Regions from separate parts of the Sus scrofa genome. Here region 2 is linked to region 1. Evidence: chromatin contacts called from public promoter capture Hi-C data. All regions are on one chromosome and are shown on one strand. The core of a region is the stretch at or near the end of the contact, and the rest is flanking DNA. Distances in the headings are between cores, read along the strand shown.

Evidence for each region. Promoter capture Hi-C pulls out the DNA fragments that hold promoters and counts their contacts.
Region 2: a promoter capture Hi-C map of liver shows a contact between it and region 1, with 2.8 times the contacts expected there. The contact joins the promoter of GCAT here to the promoter of KDELR3 in region 1. A contact is called at or near these places in 1 of 5 promoter capture datasets (liver) and 1 of 47 Hi-C or Micro-C datasets (liver).

Annotation. Positions count from the first base shown.
Region 1 is chr5:9,513,731-9,519,158 of Sscrofa11.1, forward strand. It overlaps KDELR3 (KDEL endoplasmic reticulum protein retention receptor 3), which reads right to left and starts at 1,993. Exons shown (of 5, transcript NM_001244970.1): 1 at 1,731-1,993. The coding sequence starts at 1,821.
Region 2 is chr5:10,036,031-10,041,458 of Sscrofa11.1, forward strand. GCAT (2-amino-3-ketobutyrate coenzyme A ligase, mitochondrial) reads right to left here and starts at 2,449. Exons shown (of 9, transcript XM_013997525.2): 1 at 2,182-2,449; 2 at 537-667. The coding sequence starts at 2,377. It overlaps LOC100510904 (histone H1.0), which reads right to left and starts at 5,212. Exons shown (of 1, transcript XM_003126037.4): 1 at 2,914-5,212. The coding sequence starts at 4,817. The coding sequence ends at 4,233.

The sequences.
Region 1 (5,428 bases), core at 743-3,242:
TGAGTCAGAGGCGGAGTAAGGATGAAGGACCAGTCTCCTGCCTTCAGGGCTGGGTCACTGGGGTGTCACAGCCGGCTTTGCTCCCCAGGGCTGATGACCTGGCGTTCAGACCCCTCCCCTCCCCCGTTCTCAACCAGGCTGAGCCCTCTCTGTGCACACACAGGCCCCATCCCCCCTTTTCTTTCCCCACAGCACTTAGCATCTCTAACAAACCGTATCATTTACTCAGTTGCTACCACTGTTGCTTTTTGGCAATCTCCCACTAGCTAGATTCAGACCCACCAGGCCAGGATCTCTGCCTGGGTTGGCCAGGTATATGGCAGGTGCCTGGTACAACGCCTGGCAGAGCGGGTTGTGGAACGGCGCCCCCTCCTGGTCATGGTTGTTCACCCAGTCTAGGGCTTCCCGTGGCAGCAACAGGTCCAAGCTAGATTATTCCTCTCACTGGAGCCCCTGTCAGTGTTCCTGGCCCACTTCCCCCAAATGGAAACCAGAGTGCCAGTGACTGCCTATCTCCCCAGAGACCCCAAACCCGAAGGGCTTCCAGGTCTGTAATCACTCCCTCTGCAGTGACCCTCACATGAGCACCTCTCACCCCCACAGAAGCTGGCAGTCTCTGTGATGCTCTCTCTGCTTCCTCCATTAGCCGCTCCGCACAGCTTCCAGAGGCCCTTCTGAGGCCCCTCCCTGCTCCCAAACTTTCCATGGCTCCCCAGTCCCATCTCCCTAGCCTGACAGACAAGGCCCTTTCACATCTGACTACCCACCCCTTGGACTCATCTCCCTCCTGGGCTACCCCCAAATCGGCTGCTCACCATTCCCGAGACATACATGCCCTCACACACCTTCCCTGAGTGACACCCTGCCTGTCTTCCAGGACTCAGCACAGAGCCGCTCCCTCCATGAAGCCTTCAGGAGTCCACTCTCAGCCTCCTTGGCCCCCACGAGGAGCCCATGCGCGTCTCTGTATCCCCTCACCCCAGTGCCAAGCGCAGGGCAGGCGCCTCCAGGACACCAGTGGACAGAGATGGCTGCAGGCGGCTCCAGCGGCTTCTTCATGCACTGAGTCTGTGTGGTCACCACAGTCCAGGCCTGAAAGTTCTCCAAGCCTCCATCAGGGCAGCCAGACTACTGGACAAAAGGGGGACCCCTCCCACCCTCCCTGGGCTTCTGCTCATGGGCAGCTCCGTGCCCCTCCTGCCACATCACAGCCGCCTGTGGCACAGGCAGGGGAGGAAAGAGGGCCTACCTAGCCTATGGGGCAGAGGAGGTGGGGGGGGGGTTGGGAAAGAGAAGACCTTGAGAGTTTGGAGCCACTTCCTGTGTGTACACCTCCCCACCCCCCCACCTCCTGTTCCCCATCCTCCTGCCTGAGTGAGGTTAGACGGAACAATGGGACCCAAAGGGTGCTGCTCCTGGGCAGCAAAGGGGGTCCCTTCCTCTTCCAACTAGCAGTGGCAATGCCAAGCAGGGGCGGGAGGCGGGGAGGGTCAATGGAAGCACAAGCCCAGCCTCCCTCCATAATCTCCACGGGTCCTTCTTCTTTGATGTGGTGTGACTCTAAGTTTTCTTTGGAAGCTGAGCTGTGCAAAAACAGCTTCCAGCTCCCCCAAGCCGAAGTCCCCACCCTGAACAGACATTCAGGAGCCCCTCGTCAAGCCCCGCTGCCGCAGCGTAGGGCTGGCACCTCTGCCCCCGGCCCCACACCGCCCGCCCCAGGCGCCCCTCACCCGTGCAGCACTTGGACCTCCAGATCTTCCCCAGAAGCAAGATCATGGCCAGGAGGTGGCTCAGGTCGCCGAGGATACGGAACACGTTCATGGTCCGGTCCGCGCGCAGCCAACTCCTGGGAAACTTTCTGGCGGGCGAGGCGGCTGCCACGTCCCCGGCCCCGGGCTCTGGGTCCCGCGCCCCTGCCCGCGCCCCCGAGCTCCGCGCTCCCGGGCGCCGCCGCTCCACCAGCGCGCTCTCGGCCGGGCGGTGACGTGGCCAGACCGGCCGCCGCGCCTGGGAGCCAGGAAGCGGCGCCGCCCGAGATCCCGAGATCCCGCCCCCCGTCCAGCCCGGGCGGGCACCGCTCGGCCGGCCATCGGCCTTCCGGCTGGGGCCCGCTACCCGCCGCCCGGGCCGCTCAGTGCCCGCAGGGTGCTCGCCCCGTCCCGCCGCGCCCCGCCGGTGTCCGGAGAAGGGTCCACAGAGGAGTGCCGGGGGCGGGGGGGGGGTGCTCTCGCACGTGACCCTGGGCAAGCCACGGGGATCCTCTCTCTGCCTCAGTTCCCTCGTCTGTAGCCAGGGCTAGTAAGGCCAGTGTTGGGGTGAAGCTGGGTCCCTCGTGCCACTGCTTGGCACGAAGCTTGGCAGTTTAGAAGCCTCCCATAAACGGTGACCTCCTGCTATTGTCATCATCATTCTGGGGTTTGAACTCTTCCCTTCTTGGGTGAGAAGAGCTGGAGCCAGAATCCCTACGCTCTCACCTGTTAATTTGAATAGCTGCCTTGTCCCCTCCTGACCTGTTGGACAGTGGTAACCAAACACTCAGGTTGGGAGTCAGGCTGACCTTCGTGTGTGTGTGTGTGTGTGTGTGTGTGTGTGTGTGTGTGTGTGTGTGTGTGTGTGTGTGTGTGTCTTTTTAGGGCCGCACCCGCTGCATATGGAGGTTCCCAGGCTAGGGGTCGAATGGGAGCTACAGCTGCTGGCCTACACCACAGCCATAGCAACGCCAGATCCGAGCCACATCTGTGACCTACACCACACCTCACAGCAACGCTGGATCTGTAACCCACTGAGCGAGGCCAGGAAATCAAACTGGAAACCTCATGGTTCCTCGTCGGATTCATTTCCACTGCGCCACGAGGGGAACGCCAAGCCTTCCTCTCTTGGCCTCAGTGTTGCATCTGTAAAATGGCGTTACTGTGGGTATGGAAGAGGTCAAGCCTATCACGGAGATCCAAGGCCCTCACTGAGTGTCACTCCCTCTTCCTGCTGTGACAAGATATTAAACAGAAGCAAAGGCCAGGAAAGACTCCAAAGGGCTGTGGGATGTCGGCCAGCAAGTTGGGAGGCAGGAAGGGTGAAGGACTAATCATGGTCAGGAGTCCTTTCAGTGCTGTGTGGCCTAAGGAGGTCAGCCACCCTCTCTGGGCCTTGGTATCTGCATCTGTAGGACTGGAGTGCATATGCTAAGGGCCTTTACCGCCACCCTCCTTTGGCCCCTGTAACCCCTTCTCCCACTCAGCACCTTTATCTCTCCCCAAATTACTGGCCTCCCCCCACCCCCAGCACAGATAGCCAGAGAGGCTTTGCCATGATAAAAACCCATCACCCCTCTATTCGTGACCCTTTCATGGCCCCCTCACCATGAGTCGTACGGCAAGGCTGTACTTTGAGGCTCAAAATATGGTCCAAGGACCAGCAGCATCTGTATCACCTGCTGGAAATGCGGACTCTTGCGTCCCGCCCCAGACCAAGTGGACCAGAATCTATCTGCTCTGCTGTTAAACAAGATCCGTGGGTGCTTTGTGTGCACACGAAAGGTTGAGATCTAAGTGAAACTAAAAGGGAGGTACTGTTGTTATTCTCATTCCACACTGGGAAAACTGAGACACAGAGAGGTTAAGTCATTTGCTTAGAGTCGCACAGACGCTAAATAGTGGAACCTGGACTCCAGCATACAGTCTGACTCCAGGGCTCATGCAATTAAATCATTACATTACACTGTAGGTTGTCATGGGAGGTGATGAGCTCCCTGTCATGAGAGACAGGTAAGCAGGGGGTGGGTGCCCATTTGTTAGGTATGCTGCAGTGGGGACTGTTGCCCTGGCAGAGAGGTTTGGGATAACAGCCATCAAGTACTAAGCATCTCCTGGGTGCCAGGCATGGGCCAGGCCTCAACAGTCACGCTCCGAAGCAGACTCAAAATCCTCACTTTGCAGGTAAAGCTTATTGAAGTCAGGGAGGTGAGATGTGGGGTCCAAGTTCCTCTGGGAGGAAGAGCCAGGCATTCATCCCAGGGCTGTGACAGGTTCTGAATGGGCCGCTGGGTTCTCTCCTCTCCCCACCCCCACCCCCACCCCCTCCCCTGCCCAGATGCTTCCTCTCCAGTCGGTGCCCAGAGAAGGCGGTGGCTATTTAAATCCCTCAGGTGTGGCTACGGTTCTCTCTGCCCAACCAGCTGGCATCTCCTTCTCAGCGCCCACCTCCTCCCCAAGCCAGGGAAAAGCACGTGCATTTGCCATTTGGTGAAACATCTGTCCTCCCGAGAAGCAGCCCCAACTGCCAGCGGGGGCTTGGAACAAGGCTAGAATCGTCCTCTTCTATTTCTTCAGGGGGGACCACGGGGGGACTGGGCCAGGCCAGGGGAGGTCTGAGAAGTGACCACCATGGTGGTGGAGTGGGAAGAACCCAGGCTGAGTAGCCCCGGGGCCAAGGGGTCTCATCCTGCAGCCTTCTAGTGTAGCCTTAAGCCTGCCATGTCCCTTCCTTGGGCCTCAGCTTTCCCATCTGTTAATGGGGATAATGAAGTTAGCAGTATTGCGACCGGCTCCTTGGTCCTCCCTGCATCTAGCCTTCCCAATCCCCCTCTGAAGCTGATCATCGTTATGTCTCAGGAGAGGAAGAGACACCCCCACTTTACAGATGAGAAAATTGAGGCTCAAACTTGTCCTCTTGCTTCCCCAAGTCGCATAGACCTCTTCTCCCCCAGGTTCTACCACTTTGTCCTTAGCAGTCAGCCCTGCCTTTTTCGTACCTCCCTTATCTTCAGGGTGGAGTGTTTTCCAAAGCTTCCCATGAAGAAGAGGGAAAAAATCCCCTACTTATTTTACCCCGCTGGCTCTAGCCCATGTCACCACTCTGGCCACCTGCACCGTCAGGCCTGTCTTTCCCAGATGCTGGGTGGTTCCAGGCAAGTCCCTCACCACTCTAAGCCTCGCTTTCCTGACACCTGCAATCTGCCTGCTGTAGACGTGCAATTGAGGGGAAGCCAAGAGGGGTGTTTTCTTCAGCTCAAAGGGCAAGTTTTCTTTTCCCTCACAAATTGTATGTTCAGTGTCAGATTTACGGGAGAGAGAATGGGGGAGCTGCTTAATTACAGGGAAAATGTACGCTCAGCCTTTTTTTTTTTTCCCCTCCCCGGACCTATAGCCCTTTGTTATATTTCACCACTGTAGTGACAATGCTGCCAACTGTGTGGAAGGAAGGTGTGGCCGTAACGTGAAAGTCACGATCCTCAGGACATCTCATCACCTCATCAGCTGCCTCTGGCCAGGCAGGGCCCTGAAGGAAAGGGGAGCTAGGGGCCCCGGTTCCTGGGACTCCCTTGGGGTCCCTAGGGCCTGTTATGGCTTTTTCTGGTCTTGGCTAGTGGATGCTCCCCCGTGGAAGGAATGAACTCTTCCCAGACAGCCCCGAAGTCCTGCCTCGGAGACAC
Region 2 (5,428 bases), core at 1,199-3,698, 520 kb after region 1:
TTCATTTTGTAACATTTCCAAAATAAAATTAATCACCAACATATATGGAGCTCTACTTGTGCGAAGCACTGTTTTAAGCATCTTTACCTGTATTAACTCTTTCATATGAGATAATCTCATGAAGTACGATTATCCCCACTTTACCCAAGAAGGCCTGGAGGCGCAGAGAAGGAAAACCCTTCTCCCCAGTAATAGAACCAATACACGGCGGTTCTGGGAACCAAGCTCAGGCAGAATAGCTCCAGGCCATCTCAGTTCCTGCCTGCTGGTCTTCCTTTCCTGAACAGAAACAGGTGTAAGGAGCTCTGCAGGTGGGGCCATGGATGCTCAGAGAGGTAGAGTCTCTCGCCCAAGGCTGCACAGCAAAACAGAAGCCTGAAGCCCACCCTTCTCGTAGACAGCTCTGGGGCTGCGTGGGCCTAGAGTGCTGGGAGGAGCTGAGCCGGCAAAACCAGCCCTGCTGACAGTGGAAGCAAACATCTGGGGTCAGTGCCCAACGCTGGGGACCATCCCCACCGCCCCCGGCCGCTCTGTACCTGGGTCCCACAGATGAATCGGACAGAGCTAAGGCCGGCTCCAAACTCCTCCAGGGCCTGCAGACCTGCCTGGATCACCTCGGGGTGGCTGCTCAGGCCCAGGTAGTTGTTGGCACAGAAGTTAATGATTCCTGAGGTAGAGGACAGGGGACAGACACTGCAGCTCAGGACAAAGAAGGACCTGGAAAGATGTCAGTGCCAGGCCTTGGGAGCTCAGAGAGGAAATGAACCTGGATTCGCCCCTGAGGAGGCAAGAAGCACACAGTTTGATGTGTCCTGGGGCAGAGACCAGGAGGGGGAGCTGGGAGCCCCAGCGAAGCACTGAGTCCAACAGTTACAGGAAAAGGAGGGACAGATAGGGACCCTCACAGCAGCACCTCGGAGGACGAGGAGTTTAAACTCTGGTTTTGCAGCGGAAATTATCACAACATTGTAAACGAGCTCTACTTCAATAAAACTTAAAAAACAAAACAAACAAAAGGACTTTGCACATTCCACCCAAAGCGGAACCGGCCGTTCCTCACTGGCTTCTCCTGTCATTGAAGCTCACCAGCAACCCTTCGTCTGGGCCCTGGTTTCCTCGTGGATGACAGGGGACAGCTGGGTCAGAGGCCCGCCTTGGTCCCCACGCTCCACACGGCTGGCTTTGCTGCCTAGTAGAGAAGCGCATCAGAACCTGACCCTTGAATTATAAAGCCCAAAGCGAGCACAGCTGACCAGAGGAGGCAAGGTTTACTCAGCCTGGGAGAGGCGAAAGCAGGAAAAGAGCCTCGCTCTCCTCATTCCCCATCTTTTGACCAGCTCCAAGCTTCTCTGAGGGCAAGGCAGGGCCTTCCAGGGACCTCTGTTTTATAAACGAGCACAACAGCACCAAGGAGTCCATGCCCATTTCCTGGGCAGATGGCAGGTTTGGGGGTCCGCTTGTCACCAGCACCTCCACCTGGTGGGGCCAGGCACAGACAAGCTGTGGGGTGTGAGACAGAAACAAGGGTGGCCTGGTGGGCCAATTCATGGTGTGACTTCTGCAGCAGCCCTGGAGCCCTTTGCTCACTGTGATTTTGGCCAGTTAGCTGACCTGCTAGTTCCATATGCCAAACCAAACCAAAGCCCAGCTCTGCCTGCAGCTGGCTGGGGCCTTTCCCGCCAGCCACTTCACATCTCTGAGGGTCAGCTTCTTCGTTTGTAAATGGGATTGGTCATCCCCACGTTTTGAAGTTTGCAGAAGTCCAAGTGCAGCAATTAATAGAAGCCTGAACAAAGCAGCGGCTCCAGAAACGCAGAAGTTCATGCTGCCGCCTTCTCACCACCCTCCCTTGAAGCGGAAGAGTGAGAGCCCGCTGGTATCTCTCTATTTTTTTTTCTCACATTCTCACAGCGCTTGATCTCGGGCCAGCCGTGCCCTCTGAATCAAAAAGGGGCTTAAGGGCAAATTACCTCCCTTCGCGTTAACCAGGTTAGAGCTAACCGCGGGAAGCCGAGAAGTCGACAAGTCGGCCTGACAGATGGGGAAGGGTACAGCAGCGACCTGTGCAGGTGCTCCTGCCCGCCCACGGCCTCCAGGACCTCCATTCCAGCCCAAGCCTCAGAACGGCCCTCGAACGCCTGGCCAGGTCTGACGATTCCCAGCAGGAGCGGGGTCCATTACCTCCCGAGACGCCGTCCACGTGTATGCGCGGCCCCTGACGGGACGTGATGACCCGCTCGCTTTTCCAGGTGCCAGCCTCGCGGATGCCTTCCAGCTCCTCCTCCAGAATGCCACGCAGCTGAGCCAGCGCTGACTGCGGGCGACAGCCGCGGGGGGCCCGGGAGAGGGCAGCGCAGAGGATGCGGCCGGCCCACATCGCGTCCACCTCGCCGGAGCGCGCCTGCCCGCTGCGGGCTGTACGCACGGAGACCCCCGCCTGATCACGTGGCGGGGGCTGGGCCCCGACAGCCAATCAGAGCGAGGGGCCCCCGCTACTGGGGCAGGGGAGGCGGACCCAGGGATGGGCGGGCGGGGCCTGGCGGGATCCGCAGTGGACGAAAGTGGATTGGTCTGTAAATTGAGACTGGAGCTGTCCTCAAAGGGGGAGGGGAAGTGACGGGGCGGAGGAACGCGCGTCCGGGCCTCCAGACCCCCACCCATCCCCTGCCTGCACACTTAGCACTCGGAAGGTTAAGGGGATGCCCTACGGGCGCGGGAGGCAGGCGCCGGGAAGCGGGCTGAAGCACATTCTGTACGCTCTAGCCCCAGGGTTGCCCCGGTTCTGTCGAGCTCTTGGAACCCTCCCCCATTCTCAGGTGCAAACGCCCCCGAGATTTCCCCCACTCCTTGCCCATCCGATTGCTACGCATTCTCCTCCAGGCTTGGAAGTGAAGAAAAACACACTGCACGGGCTTTTTCCTTTTTTTTTTTTTTCAATTTTATTTTAAAGTTTCAAAATTACAAAGACAGCAAATTCTTCCCGGCACAAATAACACTTGTTTAAAAAGTAAAAGGGGGTTGGGATGGTGGGGGGGGGAGGGGAAGGACGCACAATTGCGCGTTTTCCCATTTTATTACAAAAAAGGGAAAGACTGTACAGGTTTTTTCTCCCAGCTCCCGGGTGTGAAACGTTAAGTCCTAGCCCTAGATTGTATATATACATATACACACATACACACAGACCTAGCTCTGTAAAACTACTTAGCAATTCAAAGTCAACTGCAGTATGTCTCACTGTCCACTCCCCGCCCCCCTCCTCCCCCATCTACAACTACTCATAAAAGACTCAGAAGTAAAGAGGTCAGGAGGTTTTTAAGTGGCGGGTGGCAGGGCTGGAGCCCCGGCCGACCACCTGGCAAAGCCATCTCTTGTACAGGAGGAACCAAAAATCAGGCGAAAAGGAAAAAAGGTCCTCCTAGGATGCAATCCGATGGTGTGGAAAAAAACCAAGTTTTAACAGGGCACTCTGAGGCACTTGGCTGACCCACTCCCCACCCTTCCCCCAAAGCTTCCTCTGCTGTTTCACAGGAGACCTTCGGAAGCCACAGAGGTCTCCCAATAGCTAGTCTCCAGCTGATTCTGAGAAGCCACAATTTCTAGGACCAGCTGTCATTTTGACCTCCTCCCCTCACCTAGGACAATAGGGAGGCTACAGGGGCAAAGGAACAGAAGTGAGAAGGAAACTGGATGTGGATGCCCCACTGCTCACCACTGGGAGGTGCAAATCAGCCCAGACAGGGTTTTTTGTTTTTTTTTTTCCCCTGCTCCCTCCTTTGCCGTCCCACTGATGCCACCTCTCTCCTCTCCGCTAACGTTCTGCAACTCACGAGGAGTGTTCAACTTAAAACCTTACCAAGGCTGGGCTCCCTGTCATCTTGCCACAAGCTACCTTGCCCCATTCTCCCCCGACTTTTACCTTCCGAATGAATCAACCATCCAACTGAACAAAACACACAAACCCACCCAAATCCCCCAAACCATAAGTAGATTAATGACAAATTAACAAAACAAAATAGAAGTACATCATTACAGAGATTTGTCGTTGCTGTCCTTGCATGACTGCTTCAAGAGAAATGAATTATTCCCTAATTTCTGAGGAATCCAAATTCTGTCTCTTTATAAAGTCAGACGAGGAAGGGGCAAAGGGTTGCAGATGAGGATCAAGTGAGAAGAAAAAAGTATTTACAGAAAACAGGAGACAGGCAGGAGTGTCCACAAGAAAAGCCTCATTGTCACTTCTTCTTGCCGGCCCTCTTGGCACTGGACTTCGCTTTGGGCTTCACTGGTTTGGCCTTCTTAGGCTTGGATGCCTTGACTGGTTTGGCTTTGACAGTCTTGGGTTTTTTGGCTTTCTTGGGCGTGGCAGCCGGCTTCTTCTTGGCCTTCTTGACCGGGGTTGCTTTGGGCTTCTTGCTTGGGGCTTTGGAGGCAGCCTTCTTGGGCTTGGCCGTCTTCTTTGGCGTGGCCACCTTCTTGACTTCCTTCTTCGTCTTCTTGAAGGCCACTGACCTCTTGGGCTCGTCGCTCTTGGCCAGGCGGAAAGACCCCGAGGCACCCACCCCTTTGGTCTGCTTGAGGACCCCGGTGGTGACCAAGCGCTTGATGGACAACTTGATCTGGGAGTCGGCGTTCTCACCCACCTTGTAGTGGCTCTTGATGTACTTCTGGATGGACTGGCGCGAGGAGCCAGCGCGGTTCTTCTCTGCCTGGATGGCAGCCACGATCATGTCTGAATACTTGGGGTGGTCTGTGGACTTCTTGGAGGCCTTGGCCCGCTTGGGCTTGGCCGCCGGGGTGGACGTGGAGTTCTCGGTCATGGTGGCCTGCCTGGTCCTGTGTTGAAGAAGGCGCCTTCCAAAGGGCCAGCCCTCGTCGGAGGCCGAGGGAAGCCTGATTCGGGATCTGCTCTGGGCGCTCCTGGCTCCCAGGCCAGGCCGGGGGCCGCCTCTCGGACCTGGCTCGGGTCGCGGGGAGGGGGGGCACTCGCTGGGCCGGCTCTGCGTGGCCCGGCCCCGCGGGTCTGTCGGTCGGTCTCAGCGCCCGGCTCTGCCTCCGCCTCCGCCTCCTCTGCCTCCCTTTTCCCAGCTCCGCGTCTGGCGCTCGGGCGGCGCATCCGGGTATTTAGCGGCGGCGGGCGGACCGCGGTGAGGACAGGGCTGCTGGCTGCCTGCTCCGGGCCCGGAATGGCGCCGCGCCGCCGCCATCTGTGTTTCTTCTGCCGAGCAAATCCGACCTTTCCCCCCGGCCCGGGCCTTCCCGCCCCCGCCGCCGCCCAGGGCCGCTGCCTGGCTCCCTGGGCTCCCCCGCCGGGCGTCCCGCCGGCCCGGCCGCCGCCCCCCGCGCCCGCCACGCGCCCCAAACGGCGCCGAGGACCGCCGGCGCGCCGGCACATTTCCCCTTTGCGGGGGGCTGGCTCTGCGGGGCCGGG